2 separate regions of the Sus scrofa genome follow, and region 2 is linked to region 1. Evidence: chromatin contacts called from public HiChIP or PLAC-seq data. All regions are on one chromosome and are shown on one strand. Each heading gives the region's core, a stretch centred on a gene start, on an enhancer-like site or on the middle of the called end of the contact. The rest is flanking DNA. Distances are from core to core; before and after follow the strand shown. Region 1 holds the start of CABYR (calcium binding tyrosine phosphorylation regulated). Region 2 holds the start of IMPACT (protein IMPACT).

The links. HiChIP or PLAC-seq counts read pairs in DNA pulled down with a chosen protein or histone mark.
Region 2: a contact with region 1 is called in an H3K27ac HiChIP or PLAC-seq map of alveolar macrophages. The contact joins the promoter of IMPACT here to the promoter of CABYR in region 1. A contact is called at or near these places in 1 of 5 promoter capture datasets (fetal liver), 2 of 47 Hi-C or Micro-C datasets (heart right ventricle and mesenteric adipose tissue) and 1 of 2 datasets of contacts at active chromatin or transcription factors (alveolar macrophages).

The regions. Positions count from the first base shown.
Region 1 is chr6:108,966,897-108,973,802 of Sscrofa11.1, reverse strand. It overlaps CABYR (calcium binding tyrosine phosphorylation regulated), which reads right to left and starts at 2,463. Exons shown (of 6, transcript NM_001348767.1): 1 at 2,424-2,463. TTC39C (tetratricopeptide repeat protein 39C) reads right to left here. Exons shown (of 14, transcript XM_021096193.1): 14 at 5,567-6,906.
Region 2 is chr6:109,232,736-109,238,940 of Sscrofa11.1, reverse strand. It overlaps IMPACT (protein IMPACT), which reads right to left and starts at 3,351. Exons shown (of 11, transcript XM_005665327.3): 1 at 3,202-3,351; 2 at 1,750-1,878; 3 at 657-709. The coding sequence starts at 3,237. The region is part of intron 1 of OSBPL1A (oxysterol-binding protein-related protein 1); the gene reads left to right.

The DNA of each region.
Region 1 (6,906 bases), core at 1,214-3,713:
AATTTAGTAAACATTCTGTGCAGGAAAAATCAAAGATAAATTAAGCTCATTTATCTATGTCTCAGAAACATCTTTCCAAACCACATGGCAACCAGCTTTTCTGTACATTCTAATAGAGTACAAAGTAGAATTTCTCCCCCAAAAATCTTTTTTTCTCTTTTCCAAACATATCCCCAGACACAGCGATCATCTTTAAGTGTACATATTTTAGCGTAAAATTTGGGGGAGGCCTCACCTGCCGCATGCAGAAATTCCCAGGCCTGGGGTCAAACCTGTGACACAGCAGCAACAACACTGGATTCCTAACCTGCTGTGCCACCAAGGGACTCCTAGTTTTAAATTTAATTTTGTTTTTAACATTAAGCAGAGTAGTTACTCGTGGTATTGTACTACCTACCACCATATGTACCTCTTTTCTCAGATCATCCCTAAACCTCTGCTTTAGTTTTTCCTCCCCCTCTTTTGCCTTCCTGGATGTTAAGTAGTAACATGGGTATTGCATAGTCTTACTTGTAATTCTGAGTTGCAGATGTTGTCACCCTAAACTGTGTCAGTGTATTCTTTTTCATTCTAAAAAATTATTTAAGGTGGTTTATAAATACACATAAGAACAAAATTAAATATTAAGGCTATCTGTTCAGTAGTTGAGAGGAAAATTATTGTAGGAAAAATAGGATGAAACCAGAGGTAAGGTTAGTATCCCAAATACGAGCCGTAGGTCTTACACTAGAGATTGAGTGTCAGATCAGCTTCCTGAGTTACCAAGTGGCCATCAAATAGAAAACAGTTGGTTAAATGATTCAGGTTTCTTTCTTTCTTTCTTTCTTTTTTTTTTTTTTTTTTTGTGGCTGCACTCATGGCATGTGGAAGTTTCCAGGCCAGGGAGATCGAACCCCTGCCATAGCAGCAACCCAAGCTGCTGCAGTGACAATGCCAGATCCTTATCCAGATGCACAAGAGAGCTCCAATTCAGGTTTCTTGAGATAAAAAACAAATCAGTTGCTTGGGAGAATCACAGATATTCTGGGTACTAAGACCCAGGAGAAATTTCTCCTCTGGGTCTTCATAAAGAGGAGAATAGTGTGGTATAATGAACCACGTCCTCAACAATATCTCTGTAGTAAAGAGAGTAATGAGTTTCATGGGGCTAAATGGCACAGTTTAGTTACAGCAATTATACAAGGGACAAACCTCTAAGAAAGAGTAACTAATGTGTCACAGCAAAATGTTGAATATTTAAAAGCATATTTCATCTTCCCAAAGATCAGGGGGAAAAAATGATCAATATTAGCCAAAGCAAAACCTTTGAGAATATAATTAAGGGTATCTTATTCAATCTAATGAAAACTTACTATCAGAGTATCATTTAATGGGAGCTTTACTGAATTAAACCATCTTTAAAAAACCTGTAGTGCAGCTCTGGCAGGACCATATGCTAAACGTTAAGGGACATAGGTGGTAATTAAATGGATGATGCACATACATTTCATTTACATTTATACACACACACATATATATTTTTAAATTACATCCTTGCACCCAGTGTGAGTTGATAGGTCATGTTTTGAAAGTGGCTTACCAGTAACCATGATGGAGCTAACAAAACACACTCTCTGTAGTCAGTCAGCAGTTGGTGCTGCCAATCTTGGGGAGAGCACCCACTCAATGATCCTAAATATGCTGCACTCCCACCCCTTCCCAGATGTTGTGAATGTTCGGGGCTGTTAAGCGCCCTAGGATCAGGGATGCTGAGCATCCTACAAAGCAGTCCCGTACAAAGAACTGTCCTGAAGAAGATGAGAAATACTCTAACACCAATTGTAAGTAATCAAAGGGTAAAGGCACAAATACAGACGCTTACACCTTACTTATTCTCCTCAAACTTCACCTTTAAGCAATGTTTGTCAAAAACAAATTTTACAATCTCCACCCTCCACATCAAAATGAGAACTTCCGCTAACCCATAACATAGGGGGAACGCCTGAGCAGGAAAACGGTGCCTTTGGCTGAGGATGCAAGAGTGGTAGCTTCGGAATCACAGAAAATGAAAATGGTACCCACTACTGACTCCCTAAAGACCTAGGCTGGGGTCTGTGATGGTTTTGCCGTTTGGGTGGCTTAATGGAGAGGGCGGTAAGACGTGGGACAGCGGGCGTCCGGATTCCACGTCGCCTAGTTCAGCGGTGGCGGTGGCTGACCTGCCGGCCCGGACCCCGAGTCCACCACACGGGTACTGGCCTGCTGGTGCCTCACTGGCTGGTGTGGGCCCTCCTCAGCCCGCAGGCCTTCCACTCCGGAGCCCTACGCTGTCCCGACACTTGAGGAACCGCCCGCAAACCCCACCGCGAGAGACACCGCGAACTCCTAACTGCCGCTGGGAAGCGGGGAGAAAGGCAGGTGCCTTTGAGCCAGACTCGCCGCACCTTCTCCTTTCCGGCTACGCTCTAATGAGCTTCCTCGCAGCCCCCTTGCCGGCGGCTCCTGTAGGAGTCCGCGCTCCCGCAGGGTCTTATATACCCCTGGAGACGTCAGGCCTACGTCACAAAGTCCCGCCCTCGTGCTTGAAGGCCCGGACAGCAGCGGAAGGGGTGGGGGTGGGGGTGGGCTCAACGGTCTCAGCCAATGGTGAGCCGAAAAGGACAAAGGCCGGAACTCCGAGGAACCGGGAGGCGTTCTTCCCCTTTTCCAATAGAATACAAAATGACGTGGTAAACTGGCATTTACAAACGGCCAGGAGTCAGGGTTGGTCAAGGAGACGGCGCCTCTGCTTTGGATCTCTCAATCTAAAGTAAGAGCTGGCTTGGAAGGAAATAGGTTTACAGTAATTCTATCTTGCTGCCACCTCTCCTTTTCACACTACTCTTCTTCCAATAATCTGTTGTTCTCCAGTCACCCTAGAGGAGTATTTCTGCCACGATGTACATAAAACTGACACAAAGATATTATACAACACAGCGCTTTTCCTCTTGAGAAACTCGTCTATCAAAAGAGAACTTGGCATTGATCCTGAGGTTTCTCTCCATAATTCCGAATCTTGCAATACACCAGGCACAAGTACCTCCCTAAACCAGACTGTCAGCAGCAGGTTACAAGAGGACGATGTAACTTCAGTTCCGTTTTGCCAAAATAGAGGAATGCCAACTCATTTAAAATATATCCCCTCTCTGCTTTTATGCCCATCCAGGTTCTTATTTGCGTTGGGCATTAAATAACATCACAGTCACAATTATGAGATTCCAAGCAGCCTTCATTGTAACCCATTTTCTCATGTTTAAAAAGCAACAAAAATCAGTCTAAGTCAACCGCTAAAAACTGACAAAGCCGTTTTTTTCTTCCTGTAGAAAAAATTAAGACTTCCAGCACACTTGGCAGTAAGTGGCAGTGCTAAGGCCCCAGCCTACATCTGTATGTGGCACACAGCACCTTCTGAGAATAGTAATTCGTCATTATTGAGTGCTTTTTATCAAGCCCGCTTTCCCATAAAGATTACCTTTGAAAAGTAGAAATGCTCTTTTAGACTTTGTGATAGAGCTGCAGATGGTACATTTTTGGGGGTCCTTATTTCTCCCAGCCCCACTTTGCTAGTGTAAATAAAAGAGAAATGAGGTTGTCATGATTTTTGGTGGTTTGGTTTATACTTAAAGTGTAGAGAAACAGATATTAAGAAGCCCAAGTACAAACCTTAGAGGCCCCACTGATGGTGACTTTTGGAATGAGAGACGGGTACGCTTGTGTCGCCTAACCAACCTTCTTGGGTCTTGAACACCAAATTATGTTTGGTACTGTGCTGAATTATCTGTAACTTAGAAGGCAAACTTATACTCCTTCCACATTTCTGCAATGACTGTTTTGTCCAAGTCCCTATGAAATGCAAATTGTTATACTGAAAACATTTTAACAACAAAATTTTTCAAACCATTATTTGCTGCTTTGATTTCTACAACTCATGATTTGAAGTGGTTTTTACAATCTTCCGGTCCTTGTGTTCCATCTCTTTCAGTCACTGGGCATCTATCTAAAATGTCAATCTACTTTGTACATTACTCCTTGCCCTCACCCTGCAAATCCTTAAATCTACGGAAATGCAACATTCTTGGTGTAACCTCTGTGTAACTTAGTCTCATTTTACCACTTGGTTTCCATTGACTCTATTGAGACCAGATCTGAACATATATGCTGTTAGTCACCTCTGTGCCTTTGCTCACCAGGTCCAAAGCCTGAGACATCCTTCTCCTCCTTTAAAACTCAGCTCAGGAATCTCCTACTGTAGAAAACCAGTGGGTTAGAAGCATTTTATTCAGTGGCCCCATAATTTGCACTCTACAACCAAGCATACCTTTACTGTATGTTTGGCTCTTCTCTCAGATTTACTAAATACTTACCCAAAGATGATAACCTAAGGGCAAAGCCTTTCTAATGCAGACTACCTGCCTCAGAATTATCCTGGGAGCCTGCTAAAAATGTCTTCCTATGCCCTACCTAGAACCCATTCAAACAGAATCTCAGAGTAGGGCTAATGTGTACAACGAAAATTTAAGACCCACTAGCCTATGGGAGGGGAAATGAGAAATTCAGCGTTTATCTAAAATACAAGTGTGGTTTCTATTAAATACCCTGGTCATCTAGGAGCTAGAGCTCAGCCCCTTGCTAGTTTTCATAAGACAGCTAATTGGGTGATTTTTGCTCACTTCCACTGAAGGGGCGCATCTTCTCTGGACCAACTTTCCCTCCTCTTGCTCCCCCACCCCACAGCCCCAAACGCGGTCCTTTTCTCTGTGTTTCCTCTTCCTACCTTCAAGTCCTCTCCCTCTACTATGTATCTTCTTGGGATGATCTGAAGCTCAAAAGTTTTTTTTCTACAAAATATACCAACAGCATCCAAAAAAAAAAAAAAAAAAAAAAAAAAAGAAAGAAAGAAAGAAAAAGAGAGGTAGAAAGAAAGAGAAACAGAAGGGGAAGAAGGAAGGAAGGAAAACCAAACAGTACATCACGACTGTGCAAACATACACCTTCATGGGTAAGGAGCCATATTTGAATACTTGCCACCACAATTTGCTTAAAGCAGCAACCAACTAGGAAAGTATACACAGCAAAGGAATAGATGTATACACACATGTGTGTATTTTAAATATGTACTTTAACCATCATGTATGTGTGGCCCTTCAATTTTAGTTGGCAGAAATATAAAAGTACAAATTCTAATTGACTTCATACGAGACAATAAAGATTCTAATTTTCTAGGACATTTGAAAGTAATAATTCTTCAAATACCTAGCTATCATGTGCTAAAATCCAAAAGATACCTAACTCGATAAAAGTAAAATCTTAAATACCACAAAGGCACATATTACATTATTACTAGACCATGCCTTAAAAGTGTGTCAAATTATGTGTTCTGAGGACATAAAATATACATTGGAGATTTATCTCATCATAAGCAAAATCTAATAGAAAAATATATCTGACATGTATAAATTAGAAGATCCACTAAACAGCCTCCAAAATAGGAAAAGGGGAAGGAGTGAATGATGCCAACATAAAAAAAAAGCACACAAAGATGCAATAGTTCTGCTTATATGATTATTTTCTTCATCAGCTAGGGTAAAGAGCAATTTACACCAAGCTAAATTTCCAGGCAGATCACAGTAGCTCACAGGTTGGCTAAGTCACAGCACGCAGGTCAGAACTGTTACAAATTACTCAACTCAAAAATGTACTCAGATTTCTGTTAATCTAATGGTACAGTGTACTCACACCATGGTTTTGTTATTTGAGAGTCTTCAGCGTCACTATCTATGCCTTATCCGTGTTCTGCCCACCAGGTGAGCACAGATAAACCACAGAGGCTATCTTATGTCAAACCTGACAGCGAATACACAGAGCTATTCTTTGACTCGAAGACCTATGGAAGGTGTTGTAAAGGTGTGTGTTCAGTGAACTGAACAGAAACCTATCTGAAATCCTGAGATCTTTCTGGAGAAATAAAATTATTTAAAGCAGTTAATGCAGAAACATTTTTTTTAAAAAATTCTAAAGTGCAGGGCCTTCTGTAATCTTTGAATACTGAGTAATGAATTTTCAATTTAAATGTTTTTTGAACTATTTAAGTATGAACCCTGGAGCAAGAATGTCATGATTCTGAATGCACAATTATAACTGAGAAGTTTGCCACACATACTATTGCCAAGAAGACCACAAAATATGGCAAGAACCATATCTTACAGGTTCATAACATTCTTCCCTTCAGCTTTGATGAAATCAGTGTCTAAAATTTTTAGATACCAATTTTTCTCTTCAGAAGGTATCCACTTGGATCTGGATCTCCTCGTTCATGAAGCCAAGATAGCAATCTTTTCTCTTTGGGTAGTATCTAAAATCTATTCAGGAGTCACATTAGAAAGTCAATGTTAATAAGCACTTTAGAAGTAAGAAAACATGGAGACAGTTTAGCCAAGGTCAGTGAGGAACAATTGTTTCTTTTCAAGAATTATTCCCTCAAGACCAGATAAATTAAAGCTGCCAACAATCTAGCTGCTCCTCCCATGTTTTGTTTTGAAAAGAAATATTAAAGTATTGACATCACAGGAGATATTTCAGCTAATAGGATATGTAAATAAATGACACTCCAAGATAATATTCTTTAGTGCAATGTAAAATTTTTAAAAAATCTAACCTTGAGACAAGTTCATCACACAACTATGACAGAAATTCTTAAGTGACTGAGGTATTTAGATTCTTCAAAACCACAGGTGTGCAGCACTGAACAAAGAGGTACGTTAGATGACAATAAAAATTAGCAATGAAGGATTAAAACATAACTTTGAACTCTGTTTACAACATCAATAACCTGAGCTAAGGGGAAAACGATTAAATCTTGGCAACAAAGAACCCAGCAAATCCTTCATC
Region 2 (6,205 bases), core at 2,102-4,601, 260 kb before region 1:
AACTATTATTAGTAACAAAAATTTTTGCTATGGTTTTTAAAATACTGAATAAATAATCCCACTGGTAGGTAAAAATTTTAGTAATTGAGATTTAATGCAATTCTATCCACACAGGTTTATACATCTTAGTAGGTCCAGTGGGCAAGGTAGATCAAAGGTTACTTGTAATCCACAGGACGTGATGCATTAAGATGAAGCTTTGGGCTGCTGACAAGATGGCTCCCCAACAACCAGGGCAGGCCCAGCGCCACAGGCACCATGGGTGATTCCTGGAAGGCAGTCTCAGGCAGAGGCACATAAAGGAAGTGGCAAGGTTCGCAGAATCATGTTAGGAGAAACTCCACAGGCCAGGGTTTCTAGATTACTAGGTTATCTAGAGAGGAGCATTTCCTTCCCCAACTCTAAAGACAATTCTGTAGCTACTTCCACCCTTCAACCCTGTGATCCTCTTTTATACTAAGCACATGTCCATGTGTTCTTATACCATTTAGTTGTTTTTATTTCAATGCTCTATACCAAGTCCAAAAGGTGTTTTTAATTTCTGTATACATTTTGATAAGAAAGGTATGCTACAAAAACACAATGTACATCATAGAGAAACAATCTGAAGAGTGTGACATTTTTATAAAAAATATAAATATATAAATATAGCTTACTTCAGTTGATAAATAGGTGGAGCTGTACCTGGGTATTCATTCGGTAGCATCACCTACAAAGCAATTTAAAAACAAATCTGCTTATACTTCATCATGGCTCAAAAATAACTACATTTATAAAGTTAGTCACTGGACAGAGCTCAAACCTGCCAAACTAAAAAACAAAACCAACACTGTGTTGAATCTCAAAAGAGAATTCCCTCCTCATATTAATGCTTCTACCTGGCATATGCTTCTACCTGGCATATGTTAAGATGATGCCATTTTTTTAAGGCGATCATTATTTGCAGAGAACGCAAAAAAGCAATGAAAATCAGAAAATAAGGGTGGGGAAGACAAAGATAAAAGGAAAAAAAAACTAAAATATGGGCATTATACTCTAACCCCATATGAATAGAGTGGCATTATAACATGTTCCAAATATTTTTCTTAGAAAAAACAAGCTGTATTAAAGTGTAGTTGATTTACAATGTGTGCCAAGAAAAAAAATTTTTTTAAATCCTGCTAAACACATTAAATACATTAAACAGCTAACACTTAATAGAGAACCACACACGTTTCTTTTCAAATCAGTATCAATAAAAACAAATATTGACAAAAACTCAATTTGGAATCTTTTACTTCCAATAGGCTGTCATCAAATAATAAGGATTAAAACAAAGCCACAGCTGATTTTTTTCACTTATTTACCCTCACCACAAAGGAATACCAATTAACAAAAAAACAATTCATATCTACTCTATGAACCTTCTAAATAACTAACCTATTCTTCCTCTTAAATGTTAGCCATCTTCCTCGGTTTCTTATTAAATGAACAGCATAATGAAAGGAAGAGAAACTCAAGTCTGACAATGGTACATTAAGAATGCTTAAATATATAAAAGAATTGTGATAGGAAAGATTGAGGCTATCAATAAAGTATTACTTAAGAATGATCTGAGATTTAATTACCCATATGTTTGGATCACCAGTCATCAACAAAAGCCACAACAAAAAAACACAATCCAGAATTAAGTCACACAAGAATAATCATTAGAGGAATACAACAGTAGAGTCAATACTGTAACTGGAAAATGGTTGTAGAGGAATATACCTGCAAGCAAAGTGTCCACTTGGGGTCATCTATATCGTCGCTAATTCTAATACAAAATATTTTGGCACAGTCATCAATGACACACCATTCTTCGCCATATATAGCTGCCATTGCTTCAATTTCCTCATTCTGTAAGAGGTCAATGGGGAAAAAGTCAAAGAATGCACACATACCTTATCTGTTTTTCTTACTGCTTTTTAAGGCATTTGCATTTAATATCACTAGTTTGGATGAAGGATCCCTGACTGAAAGATGTCAAACATTCTTAGCACCTGGTAGCCACCTTCTACTCTCTGGGTACCAGCCTTGCACTGTATCACTGTGCTTCTGACCACTACTGAGCCAAAATATACATGCACTCCCATACCCGGTAATGAGATTCACAAGTGAAAAGATAAACACTATCCTCTCTGCTCCACCTTCTCTTTTTAAGAAGAAACCGCCACCTCCCCATTCCCCAGTAGTATTTCTGCATATTACATTAGTTCTATACTCCTGGAACTACTTCTTTGTTTTTGTTTTGAATTTGGGCACTTGGCTGGGTGTTGTTTTGGTTTTTTGGTAATCAAATCCCCCCAAACATTTCAGAAATTACTCTTTTGGTTTCGGGTTTAAAAAAAAAAAAGAGTTCCCAGCACAGCTCAGGGGTAATGAATCTGACTAGCATCCATCAGGACGCAGGTTCAATCCCTGGCCTCCTTCAGTCGGTTAAGGTGCTGGCCTTGTCCTGAGCTGTGGTGTGGAAGCAGACTCCGCTCCAATCTGGCCTTGTTGTGGCTGTGGTGTAGGCCAGCATCTACAGTTCCCTTTGGACCCATAGCCGGGGAAATCTCCATATGCCCCAGGTGCGCGAGTGCCGCCCTAAATAAATCAATAAAAATAATTAATTAAAATAAACGTATCTAAACGTAAAAATGGGAAGCAAAGTATACACTCAACTCCATATCATCTCATTTTATCCTCATAGCCCCGTAGTAAAAGCTTTAAGAGCTCTCACTTCAGCCATGCGCTGGGGAAAGCTCAAAGCCACAAGTAGATTCAGGGGGTCCTCAGGAGACCTCAGGGTTTGTGTTATTATTGCCCGTTTTGCAAAATCAGAAACGGGGTTAGGTGGCCTGCCCAAGGTGACCCGGCGAGGACAGGGCGGGGAGCAGAAACTCGGGTTTCTGCTTCCTGGGCCCAGAGCTGCTCAGTCGCGTGCTGATGGTTGACGATAACACCATCCCAGGCAGGCCAAGCCTGCCGACGCCTGGCAGCAGCCGGCCAGAGCGCGATCGGCTGACAGCAAGCGCCAGAAATGGGACGCGGCAGAACGAACCGCGCGGCCGCCAGCCCTGGCGGTGCGGGCGAGACCCGGGGCGGCCCCGGGCAGGGGCCCCTTGGCGAAGGAGGCTCGGGACTGCGAGGCAAGGCCGAGATGAGCCTGGAGGTCGGCGCCCGCCGGGGCCTCACCTGCCTCTGGTCGCTCCCTGCGTCCCCCTCAGCCATGTGGCCCCGGGAACGGCCTGGCGGTCACCACCTGCCCAGGTCCGGAGCGCGGGGGCGGGGCGCTGCGGCTGCAAGCGGAGCGCGGGTTGCTGCGCGGCCCGACCCGGAACCGCAACCCCGACACGCAGTGGGACCCGCATCTGCTTCCGGGTTGTTGGTCAGGTTGGGCGAGGGGCTCCCCGCGCCCGGGCTTCCCACTCTGGCTTCGCGCCCGCTTGTCCTTGTCTCTTCGGCCCGGCCGTGGCGAAGCTGTTCTGCCCGAGTAGCGGCAGGAGGCCTTCTCGGCTCTGCTCCTGAAACTCGCCGGGGCTGGGGGCTTCTCGCCCCTGCCGGCCTCGGCGCCATCGGAACTCCCGCGGAGACACTGGGGACTCAGGTTCTCCGCAGTCCACAGCCCGAGACTCATCATTGCATTTCAAGGCAGGGGGTTTGGGTTTTGTTTTTACGTGTTTTAAGATATTTTGTCTGATTTGGTCAAGGGTCACTTTGATTTACCAAAAAGCAGTAGAGCAGGAGAGGGACAGAAGGCAGTTCTGAAAGCGGGCAGGAAAGCTTACCCACTCGCTGTTGTGTTGTGATTATTTTCTTTGGGGTTCTTAGACATTTCGTCTGGGAGCAACTTTTGTTCAAAACACTAGTTACTCCTGTCAACATAAAGGTCATTGTTTCACTATCCAGAAAATTTGAATAAGTTTGTGTCGTTTCAACCCTGCCCCCAACACATATAATTCCAGTACATTGGTTGGAACTTAACATTGGTCACCTTATTTGAGACTCCTAAATCAAGTCACTTAATGTCTTACTCGAGAGGCATTTTGTCCCCTCTTGCCTCACTTTCTTCACACACACAGACTCAAAATATTACAGCTTTCCTCTCTCCTGACTTCCTTAATCATGGGCATGTTTTATTTACCTGTTAAAATACTCCTCTAAGTGGACGGTACCTGTAAAGAATTCCACCCAAGTTACTTTGAAGGGATCTTCATATAAGCCTTGTGGATTTATTAATTCAACAGCTATTTAATGGGTTCTCATTGTGCTAAACTTTGGAAATGCAGATTTCGATGTCATGCATTGCCTTTAAGAAAGACAGGGGAACAAAAGTAAATCAATATTTAAATCGACTGGAATTGCGTCCTGTTAGAAGCACAGAGAAGGGCCATCTGTTTAAAATTTTATCAGGCTTTGTGTTCCCAAGAATGTTTGAACGGAGTTACAGAAGAACGGGTAGAGGTTAGCTAATTGAAGAAGGAAGGAGATTGTTTGAGATGGAGAAAAAAATATTGATAGAGAAACTGGCCCATTTAAGTAACTTCATGCATTTCATTGCTTCTGACATCACAGCTGTCAACTTCCTCTTGTCACATGGCTTGCATAATCCCTTCATGATTATCTCCCTAAGTCTGCACATGTGCACTCATTTGGGTCCCAAGAGAGGGCCTGGAGGACTTTAGCCCATTGTCATGTCTATAACATTCCCTCCCTTCAATTTTTTGGTTGGACAGGGTATTTTTATCTTGAGCAGAAAGCATTTTAAGCCCCTCCTTCCAACCAAGTAAGGCACCATGGTACACGAACAGCCAGTCCACCACAGGATTTCTCTTCTTGGTAAGCAATTAGCTTAGAAGTGCTGAGAGGTTTGGCTACTGTACATCTCCACGTTGCCCGAAGCTTTCTGCAGTTATCCTAATGCTACCTTGATGTCCATCTGTTGTTAAACAGCTTTTTTCTCACGTCTTACAGCTTCTGTTGCATAAAGTAGTGGTTTTCACCCTTTAAAAAAAAAAAAAAAGCCATAGAATTCTTCCTTCAGTGAAAGCTTATGTAAAACAGATTAGGTTGTTCTGGCTGAAATAGTTGGGCTAAAGTCCCAACTACTTAGCAGCCCTTCCTCCTGGTGGCCCCTCAGACTTTCAACCCAGATTTGAAAACTACCATGTTAAAATGTAACAGAAAACAATGCACAGCCCAACTTAATCTTCTAAACAAAGCATAATATATCCCAACTTTATTGTACACAGCATCTCTTTTCTTACCACATACATCAACCCAGTTTATTTTACCTTCTGCAGATTTTACCCATGATTTTCTATTAATTACTATATCTTCATAGCTAGAGCCTTTAAATCTTATTTTGAGCTCAGATTCTAAATGAAAATTACCCTTTCTGGCAAAGGACACAAAACAGAAGCTTCTCTATGTCTCTAGTGCTTAAGCATGTGGTCAATACAGAGAATTCTGAATAAGGCCCAAAACTCAGGCTAGACAAAGAGCACTTCGGAAAGAGAAGTAGAAAAATAATTACTAAAGTAACTGTGTGGCAGACAACCTATATTTTGCAAAATTTATTAGAAGAAAGCAAGACTTTATAGACAAATTTGTTGAAAAAAGACTACTTAATGTGAACTTTGAGTAGTAATATAGATCTGGATATGAGGGAGTTCTCTCAGCCAGATTCCTCTGATTTCCACATCCATTTACCCAAATGGTTGGTTGGTTCCTGGATATCTTCCTCAAATTCAGCACGTTGAAAACTGAACTCAATTTCTTTCTTCCTAAACCTATTCCTCCCATCTATCCCTTTTCCATAATGGGTAACCCCTGAACACTGCATCAATAATTGCCTAAGCTTGAAACCTGGGAGACATACTGTACACCTCCTTTCACTGCCTTCATATACAGACAGTGAGTCTGATGATTCTGATTCTTCATATCCCTTACATTCCTCATAGTCCCCTTCCTAGTCTTTCTGATTCCATCTGAACCCTCTTTTAAGTCACCCTCCTGACATCTGCCAGAGGAATCATTCAAAATGCACAAGTTGGATGTGTCTTTTTTCCCTTGAAACCCTTCACTTGCTCCCCATGGCTTTCATGGTCATGCTTTAACATTCTAACACTCAAAAAGTATGTTCCTGGCTACCTCTCTAATTTTATCTCCCACTATTCTAGCCAGATCAGCCTAAGCT